Linked DNA regions of Arachis hypogaea: region 2 is linked to region 1. The links are chromatin contacts, called in public Hi-C maps. All regions are on one chromosome and are shown on one strand. Each heading gives the region's core, a stretch centred on a gene start, on an enhancer-like site or on the middle of the called end of the contact. The rest is flanking DNA. Distances are from core to core; before and after follow the strand shown.

What was found. Hi-C and Micro-C count contacts between places; a contact is called where the count stands out from the background.
Region 2: a contact with region 1 is called in a Hi-C map of leaf, with 1.7 times the contacts expected there. The contact joins the promoter of LOC112764770 here to the enhancer-like site in region 1.

What each region holds. Positions count from the first base shown.
Region 1 is chr17:20,029,881-20,035,656 of arahy.Tifrunner.gnm2.J5K5, forward strand. No RefSeq gene overlaps it. Among protein-coding and RNA genes, the nearest start is that of LOC112762960, 22 kb to the left of the region's middle. Within about 2 kb of position 2,116, at least 1 of the 3 cell types and tissues checked has open chromatin away from gene starts, as enhancers often do.
Region 2 is chr17:20,068,897-20,074,729 of arahy.Tifrunner.gnm2.J5K5, forward strand. It overlaps LOC112764770 (root phototropism protein 2), which reads left to right and starts at 1,358. Exons shown (of 4, transcript XM_025810541.3): 1 at 1,358-1,846; 2 at 1,945-2,014; 3 at 2,215-3,354; 4 at 3,499-5,833. The coding sequence starts at 1,788. The coding sequence ends at 4,005. LOC140180914 (a long non-coding RNA gene) reads right to left here and starts at 1,489. Exons shown (of 2, transcript XR_011875048.1): 1 at 1,380-1,489.

The sequences.
Region 1 (5,776 bases), core at 866-3,365:
TATCGACTGAAGGTAAAAGCTTCATCATTATGATGTTTGTTCTTGCTGTTGAGTACTGATCATTGAGTCCCTACGAAACCTTACAACAAATGTATCTTGGCGATAACTGCGCAAGATGCCGATGAGGCTACAGGCGCACGTAGGTGAGCATGTGCAGGTAGGGACAGGCCAAAAATTTTCTAACTCCTCCCATATCCCTTTTCAATTTCATGAAATAGGAAGTGACGGTGAGATCTCTTTGTCTCGTCGAAAACAACTCCTCGTCTAATTCGACTATGCGGAATACATCTCCATGATAGAATCTTTTCTTCCATTCATCCCAAATATCAGAAGCAACTCCATTCCAAAGTACGCTATTTGAAATCTCTGGGCTTAGCGAGTGAGTAATCCAAGAAACTACTAAATTGTTGCATCTGTCTCAAGCATGGAACACAGGATCATCTTCGGCAGGTTTCGGTAAAGAACCGTCCACAAAACCCAATTTATTCTTTGATTTCAGTACTCTTTGCATTGAACATGACCAAGAACCATAGTTTGTGGTATCTAGAACCACAGGGATCAAAGAGTTACCTGAATATTCACCAAGGTGTAAAAAGAAGGGACTGGAAGGATCCATAATCGAATTCACTGAACTACGCAAGCTTGCTATTGGAGTCGCGTTAACCTGAGCTACGATCATAGTTATTGTATGTAAATCGAGGCCTAGAGCAAAAGAACTCAGATTCATTTGGTTCGGATCCATCAAATCGCTACTAGTTCTTTGCAATTGAGGTGATTGATGCCGAAAATCTTCTTCTCTAGAACTCGTGATCGAAACTTATCGACAAGCTAATGGAACATGCATTGATGATAACGTTCTCATCATCTCTATTGTATGAGTTAAAGAGAAGGGAAAAAAGAAAAATCAGTGAGAGAATGGAAGAAAGAGACAGATGAATTAGAAGAGGAAGAGAGCTTGGTATAGCTGTATTGCACTGGCAATGGCTCACCGTACCATGTTAAAAGTGTGAATCAAAAATTGAAAAAACAGAGATGTGGAGAGAGAAAGAGGAAGAGAATTATTATTGCTTAGGCATTGATACAAGAATTAGAGCATTCAACTCCCTTAGAATGAAGGAACCAGTTTATATAAGTCAGCTTCTCATGCAGACTTCTAAACTAACTTCTTCACGTGTCAATTCCTTTAACCAATGAAAACTAAATTCTAACTAACTTAAAAATTGAACTCTAACTAATTTGGACATCAGTTTATATTAGTGACAATTTTTTTTACTTACGAAATGGATTTTTTATAATATTTACAATAGAAAGAATTCTTTTTATTAATTAATACAATTACTATGAGTAAAATTAAAGATAACTTCAATTAAATGAAGAAACACAGATAGATTTAATTAATTTCATTTAATAATTATTAGATATATAAAAAAATAATTTATCTTTTATTTTTAAAAAAATTGAATAAAATTCACCTAAAAATATACCATTAATAAAATAGTGCACAACATTTTTTTAAATATTAAAATTCGTCATTAATTAATAAAATATGCATGTGCCAAAGTTTAATAGAATTTTATTTTAGACTTTATTTGTGAAACCTTTAACTTGTGGGTCCTTTTTTTTGGTGGAGTGACTTGTGGGTTATTGATATTAAAAGTTTTAATATATTATCATATTAAAATTAATAAATTAAGATAATATATTAATATGTATTTGTGAATTTTCTTTATTTTGGCTTGTTTAAGTATTATAAAAGTACTAAAATTTACTATCATAAATGAAATAATAGACTACTAAACATTATATATATATATATAATTGAATATAGATTATTATTCAATGTATTTAGTTTGGTTATTTAGTTTTCTTTTTATTATTGAATGTATTATGTATATCTTCTAAAAGAAAAAGGCTTAAAAAGCATTCAAATTGAACAGTAACCCATCTATCATATGAGCCATGTCATTCAGTCTAAAAGCTCAAAAGACTACGTAGCTTGTTCTTTGTCCTCATGAAAAACATTTTAAAGTATTAAACAGTATCCTCTAAGCTAGAATTGCGGGTTTTGCCTCTTCACATATAAGCGTATATATAGCCATGATATTGTTTTAATGTTCACTAAACTTCAAAGCATTGGTCACTCTCTGTACAAGTGGCATAGGAAGAATAATAATTAATATGATGTATTGAAGTATATTGAATTATAGTAAAGCGATTATTATTGTCCACATAAAAATCCAGTTCAGATGTTGAGATATGCTTAGAATTTGATTGGGAGAAGATCTCACAGCTAATAAGGACTAGAAAGGACCATTTCTTTCTTTTTATAGGCACCCCACACGTGAAATATAGGCCACATTTTACGCTTTCACATCCTTTTCATCATCAAGCCATTGAATGGATGCACCAAAAACAAAAGCAGAAAGTCATTGAATGGATTATGAAAATGGGGTGTTGAGATGATTATTATATATTTTTGAGAAAATTTTACTGCCGTCTTCTACGAGATGCTAAAATGACACTCTTCTCCCCTCTATTTTATAAATATACATTCCTATTCTTTCTAACTTTTAAAAAACATCATCTTTAATCCATTTTAAATTTTTTGTGTTAAATAATATTAACTTTATCAATATTTTAAGAAAAAATAAATTATTTTTTAAAAAGATACTTATTAGCAAAAATTTTGTTTTTATTATTAAATTTTACTTACTAAAATATTCTTTAATAATTTTTTTATTGATTAAATTGTATTTTTACCAAAATATTTTTTAAAAAATTAATAATTAAATTATTTTTTTAAGATACCTACCCTTCAATAATTTTTAATTATTAAATTATGATTTTATCAAAATTTTTGTTAACAATTATTTTTATATTTTATTATTAATTTTTCGATATCAATATATATTATTTTAACATTAAATAAAAAAATCTTACCACTATTAATATTTATAACAATTAATATATATTGATATTGAAAAATAATCTTACTAAAATTTTTTATTTAATGTTAAAATAATATATAAAGATATCGAAAAATTAATAGTAAAATATAAAAAAATTGTTAACGAAAATTTTGGTAAAATTATAATTTAATAATTAAAAAATTATTAAAAGATATTTTAGAAAAAAATAATATAATTATTAAATTTTTTAAAAAATACAATTTAATCAATAAAAGAATAATTTATTAAAGGGTATTTGGTAAGCAAATTTAATAATAAAAAATAAAATTTTTGCTAATGCGTATTTTTTCTTAAAAAATGGATAAAGTTAACATTAGTTAACACAAAAAGTTTAAAATGGATTAAAGAGAAAGTTTTTAAAAATTAGAAGAGAGGAGAATGTACATTTATAAAATAGAGGAAAGGAGAGTGTCATTTTAACATCTCGCAAGGAAAGGGAGTAGAATTTTTTCTATATTTTTTTTAAGGGCAGGCAATCATTTAACAGTGTTCAAACAGTTTCTTTTACGTGTTTTTTATCTTTTTGAAAACCATGAATATATCTATATATACACAATAAATTTAGTCATTTACACTTTTTTAAACTGAATCTTCAACTAAATTGTAATACGTTTATTCAAACATAGGGATAAGTATGATTTTGATCCCCAGACCAACGTAGAGGCTGAAAATTTATTTCGTCTTCGGCTTTTTTTCGCTCTAAAATAGTCCCCAAGATTTTAGTTTGTTTTAAAATTATCTTTTTTACCAATTTTATTTTTTTATTACTAAATTACCCTTCATTAAAAAATTATAAAATAAAATAAATATAAAATAAACAAAAAAAAGAAGAAAGAAAGGGATACAGAGAAGGGGTAGGGAGAGAAAAAAAGGGGGCGCAGAAAAGGGGGAGGAGGGAGGAGAGAAGGGGGACCGTCACTGCACCACCGCCGTCGCACCACCGCCCCGCCTCTCTGTCGCCCTGCACCACCGCACCACTACCAGAAGAAAGAAAGGGATACAGAGAAGGGGGTGGGGAGAGAAAGAAAGGGGGCGCAGAAAAGGGGGGCGCAGAAAAGGGGGAGGAGGGGGAGAGAAGGGAGACCGTCGCTGCACCACCGCCGTCGCACCACCACCCCGCCGCCCTACCGCCCTGCACCACCGCACCACCACCATTTCTACTTCTTCCTCCTCCTCCTCCTCCTCCTCCTCTTCTTCTTCTTTCTCGCCGCCCCGCCGCCCTGCCTCCCTGCCGCCCTGCACCACCGCACCACAACCATTTCTTCTTCTTCTTTTGAATTGGATTTTTTGTGAAATTTTCTGGTTGTTGATTATTGTTTAAAGTGCATGTTGCTTATTTTTCTACTGATGATGATGATGATGACCATGATGATACTGGTGGTGGTGGTGATGGTTCTGGTTGGGGTAGGTTTCTGTTCTGGTGGTGGTGGTTGATTTTGGTTGATTTTGGGATGAAGGGAGAAGGGTATCTTCGTCCGAATGACGATTTTAAAATAAACTGAAATTTTGGGGACTATTTTGGAGCGAAAAAAAGGTCGGGACGAAATAAATTTTCAGCCTCTACGTTGAGGACCAAAATCATACTTATCTCTTCAAACATATATACATAAGCACTATCGCTACTACTATTTTTTCAACGTTGTTATCACTATCGCCACTCTTCTTTTTCTTTAATTTTTTTTTTCTCTGTATCCTCTTTCATTGTTATCATCATCATCTTTTTTTTTTTTTGTATATATGTTCAGTAAAAATACTAAATACAAAAATTTTATTACACAATATAAAAATTTAAGTACACAACACAAATAAATTAGTACATAAAATAAAAAATGTTTGTACTGTATTAAATTATTAATAAATTTTTGTATTATATACAAAATTTTTTGTGCTATATAATATGTGCAAAATTTTTTATGCTTATATATAAAAATTATGTACTTTGTACCAAAATTTATTTAAATTTAATTATTAAAAATACTTGTACATATAATATGAACGAATATATATAGACACACTGAATAATTTGCTAATAAACATGATCGAGCAAATAACATCAAATTATTTATATGCGGCCTATTCACACAAATACGAAGTTCATGTAGTAAACAAATAGTTAAGTCAGAGTTTGTAGTACAAAACTTTACACAAGTTAATTATTTAGATTGTCTTAGTAATAAGAGTAGGAAGGCCGCCTTATGGTAATTTTTTTTCATATAATAATTACGGTAATTATATAATTTAGTACAATAAATTATGTTATGTGTAAATAGAAAAATAGTTAATTAAATTAATTATTAATATAAAATACATATTAAAATATAAAATATATATTAAAATGAATTAAACATTAGATATATTTATACACAAATATATTATGATTAATTTAATAATAATTTTAAAATTAAAGTAATACTTTTTAAAGTTAAAAATATTTTTATTTAAAAAATAAAAATAAAACATATTATAAAAATATAAAAAATATCATTTTAATTTTAACAATATCTTTTTCAAGTATTTTCAATTTTATATAGGTGAATTCGGTAAACTAACCCTTATGATAGGTCTTCTTATTATTAAATGAAGTGAAATGAATTGACCTATTATAACTAATTTTAACTTTTAATCTAACCTAAATTTTGTTAATTTAATTAATTCAACATGATGTAGCTTTTTTTTGCAAATTATTAAAATTATTAAAAAGTTTTATTTTATAATTTTTTATTTTTTTTAAATTATACATTTATTAATCAATTTCAATCACAAAATATAACAAATCTCGAAAGATAAAGAATAAATAAAAAATTTCA
Region 2 (5,833 bases), core at 108-2,607, 38 kb after region 1:
AAAACGTTAGAGACTTAAATAAGACGATTCAAATATTAGGGACAATTTTAAAACTTACTCCAAACATTAGAGAAAAAATCGATACTTTACTCAAATTGTTTTCTACGTTTTAGGCCTTTTTTCTTCCCAGGGTCTTTAGCCGTTGTATTGGTGTGACTGTGTGAGTGCTTGAGAGTTTACTTGGTCGTAGTAGTGAGCACTCCTAAGGCTCAACTGGCCCTAGTTACTTATGCAGCGTTTCCCTAATTACTCATTTGTCATTCCTATTCCTAACACTTCTTTTATATTAAAAATAAAAAGCAGTATTCTTTTGCTTCTCTTCTTTAGAATTTAAGTAGTGTTATTCAATAAAAAATAAACTAAAGAAACGAGTACATATCACTAATACAAAATACATTTATTTCTTATTAAATTTAGATATGAAATAGTTTTTCAATTTATAACTGTCATAATATATATCTATAAATAAAAAATTCTATTATACTACAGTAAAGAATTCTCGTAGTTATTTCCTTCCTTTCCCTGTGTTATAACAAATTTTAACAAGAAATAAGTAGCTAAACCGCACTTAATAATATTTGGATAAAAGTTTTGGTTTTGCGTAGATAAACAAAATAATTTTTTAAACGAGGTCAATTAGAGAGAAAATAATCTTTAGCCAAAATTTACTATTTTTTAGAATTATTTTTTATTTTAAATTTTAAATGCTCAATTTCAAAAATTCTAAACTCAAACTCATAATTTTAAATTTAAATTTTTAAAAAATGAGAGTTAAAAAATAGTAATTAATTAAAAATTAGTTTTTATACTTATTTTTTTAAAAAAATATTATTTGTACACTAAAATTAGTTACAAAAATTAACCATTAATATATTTATATATTTTAATTTATTTTTAATGTATATTTATATTCTAATATATATTTTATACTAATAATTAATTTTAACGATGAATATTAGTATACACATAACATAATTAAATAAAACATGATCTAGTGTATAGATAAAAAGGTTTGATTGTCATCTAAACAAAAAGCTACCTTTTAACTAGTCGGTTATTTTAGTAAAAAAAAATTTTGTGTGACAAATACATATTTAAAAAAATTAAAAATATTATTTATAAATTAAAATAAATTATTATGTATTTATATATTATAATTTAATTTATTTTTAATATATATTTTATATTTTAATGTATATTTTATTTTAATAATAGTTAATTTTGGTGTAGGTACATGATATAGTGGCTTTGTTTTTCATTAGGCAAATCATGAGAACTTAGATTTTTCGAACCCACAAAGCTTTTAAACAGTTCAGTAACAAGTAAATTATTTAAGAGCAAAAGTTTAAAAGAAAAAGGGAACAAAATTAAGGGATTACCCGTGTGGCAAAGGCAGTCAATGGGAAAAATGTCAAAATTGAACTTGAACAAGTTCATTCCCACTTGTCCGCAAGCTGCTAAAGCAATATGTAGGGCAGGAAAAAAGAACTGGCATAGAACACATTAAGGAAATAAGGAATAATCACTTAACAGAAAAAGTTAAAACAAGTTAGATAACACAACTCCTCTTTTATGAGAAGAAAACATCATAGACAATGACCATAGTGACAAGCTCATGGCATGAGGATAAAATCATAATAATGAAGTAAAGCTACAGGATCATCCACAATCTCCTTTATATTAATAGCCAGACCCCCACCCTCTAACCCACTACTGTTTCTCTCTCTCTCGCTCTCGCTCTCTCTCTCTCTCTAAGCAGAAAACCAGGCTATATATACACCATCTTCATGGCGGCCTCAAACCTCAATAGAAGACAATCCCTTGCCATGGAGAGAACTGGGCAATGGTAACGGACTCCACTACATCTCCATTTTCAAATTGTTCCACAATTAATTAATAATATCATAATCTAATGTTACCACAAATTCATTTTAATTATTGCAGGATATTTTCTCAAGAAATCCCCAGTGATGTTATAGTTGAAGTTGGAGAAGCCAGTTATTCTCTTCATAAGGTACCAAAATTTGGATTCAAATGAAGAACCAGAGTTTGAGTTGCTAACAACCATGGTTTTGGAGTTTTCTAAGCACAAAGCCATGCATGACATACAAATATTGTTGTTATAATAATCGTGTGTTATATGATGATGTTGTTCATGTGAAAATGAATTGAATTATGGTTTTGATTAATTGAAATTGTAATAACGTATTACAGTTCATGCTGGTGGCGAAGAGCAACTACCTCAGAAAGCTGATAATTGAAGCACAGGAAAGTGACCTTACCAAAATTGATCTCTCAGATATTCCCGGAGGCTCCGAGATTTTCGAGAAGGCGGCGAAGTTCTGCTACGGCGTCAACTTTGAGATAACCGTTTATAACGTCGCCGCCCTCCGCTGCGCCGCCGAGTTTCTTCAGATGACTGATGACTACTGCGATGGCAACCTCGCCGGCAGGACAGAGGACTTCCTTACTCAAGTTGGACTATCTAATTTCTCCGCCGCCGTTGCCGTACTCAAATCGTGCCAGCAGCTCCTCCCCTTTGCTGACGAAATCAAACTCCGGAGCCGCTGCATCGACGCTGTAAGCTCCAAGGCCTGCAGCGAGGCAAGTTTTCCATGCCGATCGCCACCAAACTGGTGGACGGAGGAGCTTGCGGGACTCGACGTGGATTCATTTGGAAAAGTCATCGCCGCCATGAAGCAGCGTGGCGCCAAGACCCTCACCGTCGCCGGTGCGTTGATAACCTACACAGAACGCGCCCTCCGGGAGCTAGTCCGCGACCAGACCGGCGGACGAAGTGGCGGGGCAGGAGTCCAGTTGTCTGATCCCGGCGATTCTTCAGATTCCGATTCTAGTTCCAATTCGAGGACCGAGCAGCGCGAGATTCTCCAATCCATTGTCTCTCTCTTCCCTTCCGAGAAAGCAGCTTTTCCAATCAACTTCCTCTGCTGCCTCCTCCGTTGTGCAATCTACCTCTCCGCCTCAAGCTCCTGCAAGCGCGAGCTTGAGAAGCGGATCTCGGAGATCCTAGAGCACGTGACTGTCGACGACCTCCTCGTGCTCTCGTTCACCTACGATGGCGAGAGGCTTCTCGATCTGGACAGCGTTCGAAGGATAATATCTGGATTCGTGGAGAAGGAGAAGAGCGAGTCGGTGTTCAGTGCCGGTACATTCCGAGAAGACTTCTCTGCCGCGATGCACCGCGTGGCCAAAACCATCGACGTCTACCTCGCCGAAATCGCCGCGTACGGCGATCTCACCATCTCCAAGTTCAACGGCATCGCGGTTCTCATCCCCAAAAACGCGAGAAAAGTCGATGATGACATTTACCGCGCCGTGGATATCTACCTCAAGGTACATAATAAGCTTCAGATCCTAAACGGCACCGTTAGAACTTAATTAACTACCCTAAATAATAGTGTAATTAAATAACAAACAATAGTAACAGTTTAACTAACTGAATAACCGTTTACTCCACGCGCGTTGTTGGTGTTACAGGTGCATCCGAACCTGGATGAGATTGAAAGGGAGAAAGTGTGTAGTGTGATGGATCCACTGAAGCTGTCATACGAAGCACGCGTGCACGCGTCGCAGAACAAGCGTTTGCCGGTACAGATTGTTCTCCACGCGCTCTACTACGACCAGTTGAAGATAAGAAGTGGCGCAGAGGAGGATCGGAAATCATCCCCGAAAACTGCTTCAGTAACGGCAGCGACGACGAGGAACCAGCAGCTGCATACTGACGTGTCACTTGTGAGGGAGAACGAGGAGTTGCGATCGGAGCTGATGAAGATGAAGATGTACATTTCAGATATGCAGAAGAATGGGCCGGGAACGACATCTTCTGAGCCTGGGCCCACGAAGAAGCCCACGTTCTTCTCAGCTATGTCGAAGAAACTGGGCAAGTTGAATCCGTTTAAGCAGGGCTCTAAGGACACGTCACACATTGAAGATATGTCTGTTGACTTATCCAAGCCCAGAAGACGAAGGTTCTCTGTTTCGTAAACTTTTTTTTCTTGTAATTTTGTGCGATGTGTGTATTTTAGGTTAATTTGATTGTAATATCTGTTTGTAAAATAATTTACGTATAGAATTTGATTTGTTTTTGTGGATGGAAATTTTCTTTGATCTGTGCTTAGTAGTACTATGTGATTGTACTCTGTACTTAATGCCCTCTTTATTATTAAGGTATACTAAGCAAATCCCCTGTAATTGAAAAAATCTTCCATGAAAGTCATAACAACTTTTCTGGTCGGATAAGAAAAAAGCCAGTGGCTTCATGTGTTTTATGTTAGGCAACTAAGTATTCAACCTACAAATTACTTCACATTAGCAAAATCTGACAAAATGGTCAACGTAGTTGGATTATGTAATAATCCTAAACTTGTTCCAAAATATGTACCAGTTTCAAGTTTCAATATCAGAAAATATTAGCAAAGCACATTTGAGAATAAAAGGATGGTCAAATAAATAATTAAAGCAAGCATGTGCATAGCCCAGAAAATAGCAAGCATACGGTGGTCACACATCTATATCATGCGCAAGAAGGTCGAGCTCAATTTATTGGTAGCCACCAATAATATTTTGTCCTCTACTGTATGAGATTACCGATTACGAAGACTTTTGTTGCCTTATTTTATTATTTTATTTTGATTAATCATGCCTATAAAAGGCCAGTGTTCGTGAGATAACAGGGGAAGCAAGTAAAGTAGTATGTGTTAGTTTGAATATTGGTGAGTTAGTCCATTCTCATAAGATTCAATAAGTTTGTAGCTGTAAAATAAATAGATTGAGAGGAGAAGTAGATATAGAAATGAAATAGAGAGAATAAAAAAAATTATTAATACTTTTAATATATATATTCTAAAGTCAAATGGTATTCATTTCATAATTTAAGGAATATAAGAGGTTTATGTAGGACAAAAAAAGAGAGAACGGGAAATTCCCAATTAACTCCCGTGCTGAGTTATAAAGCAACATAATAAAAGGAAGAATTAGAAAGGGTATAATAAAAGGACAGAAGATCTAAAAGGGGTTTTAATCCCTAACATTTCACTAGAAGGGAATTGGGGAAATAGTAACCACTTCCATCAACATTCTTCGAGAAATTTGGTCTGTCTCTTCCAGTGGAATTTTTTCATGTTCAAAGACCAAGCAGTTTCGAGCTCTCCAAATATTTCAGCACATAATTTCAACCAAGAGCAAATTTTGTTGGTTACCTCCACTTTCTGAGAGGTAAGCTTTCTTTCTCCTCCAACACTGATAGAGTTCTTCTTCCTCTTCTCCTATCGTCACACCTGCAAATGGACTTTTGAGCCATACTTCTTTTGCCTTATTGCAGGTGAATAAGCAGTGCATAGTCGATTCCTCTCCTATCTGACACCGGGGGCAAATCGCAGAAATTGATGGGATTCGTCGCTGGAGGTTCAACAGGACAGGAAGTCTTCCATGGAGGGAACGTCAGAGGGAGAATTTGATTTTCGGGGGTAATCTCATTTTCCACAAATCTTTCCAAATATCACTACATTGAGCTATAGGTGGACAAAACTCAATTGGTGGGTGGTGAAAATGGTAAGCCACTTGATATGCTGATACTACTTCATAATTATCAGACTTGTGAAAAATCCAGGATATTCGGTCCTCTCGATCTTCAATATTAACTGAAAGAATACTTTGAGCAATTTCTGGAGGAAACAAATACTGTATTAATTGATTATTCCATTCCTTGTTCTCAGTTAGGAGTTCTTTTACCTAGGTCACATTTTTTTGCCTTGTTGTTGCAAACTCCATAGGAGCACAATGGGGATGAGGAGATGGCAGCCATGGATCTACA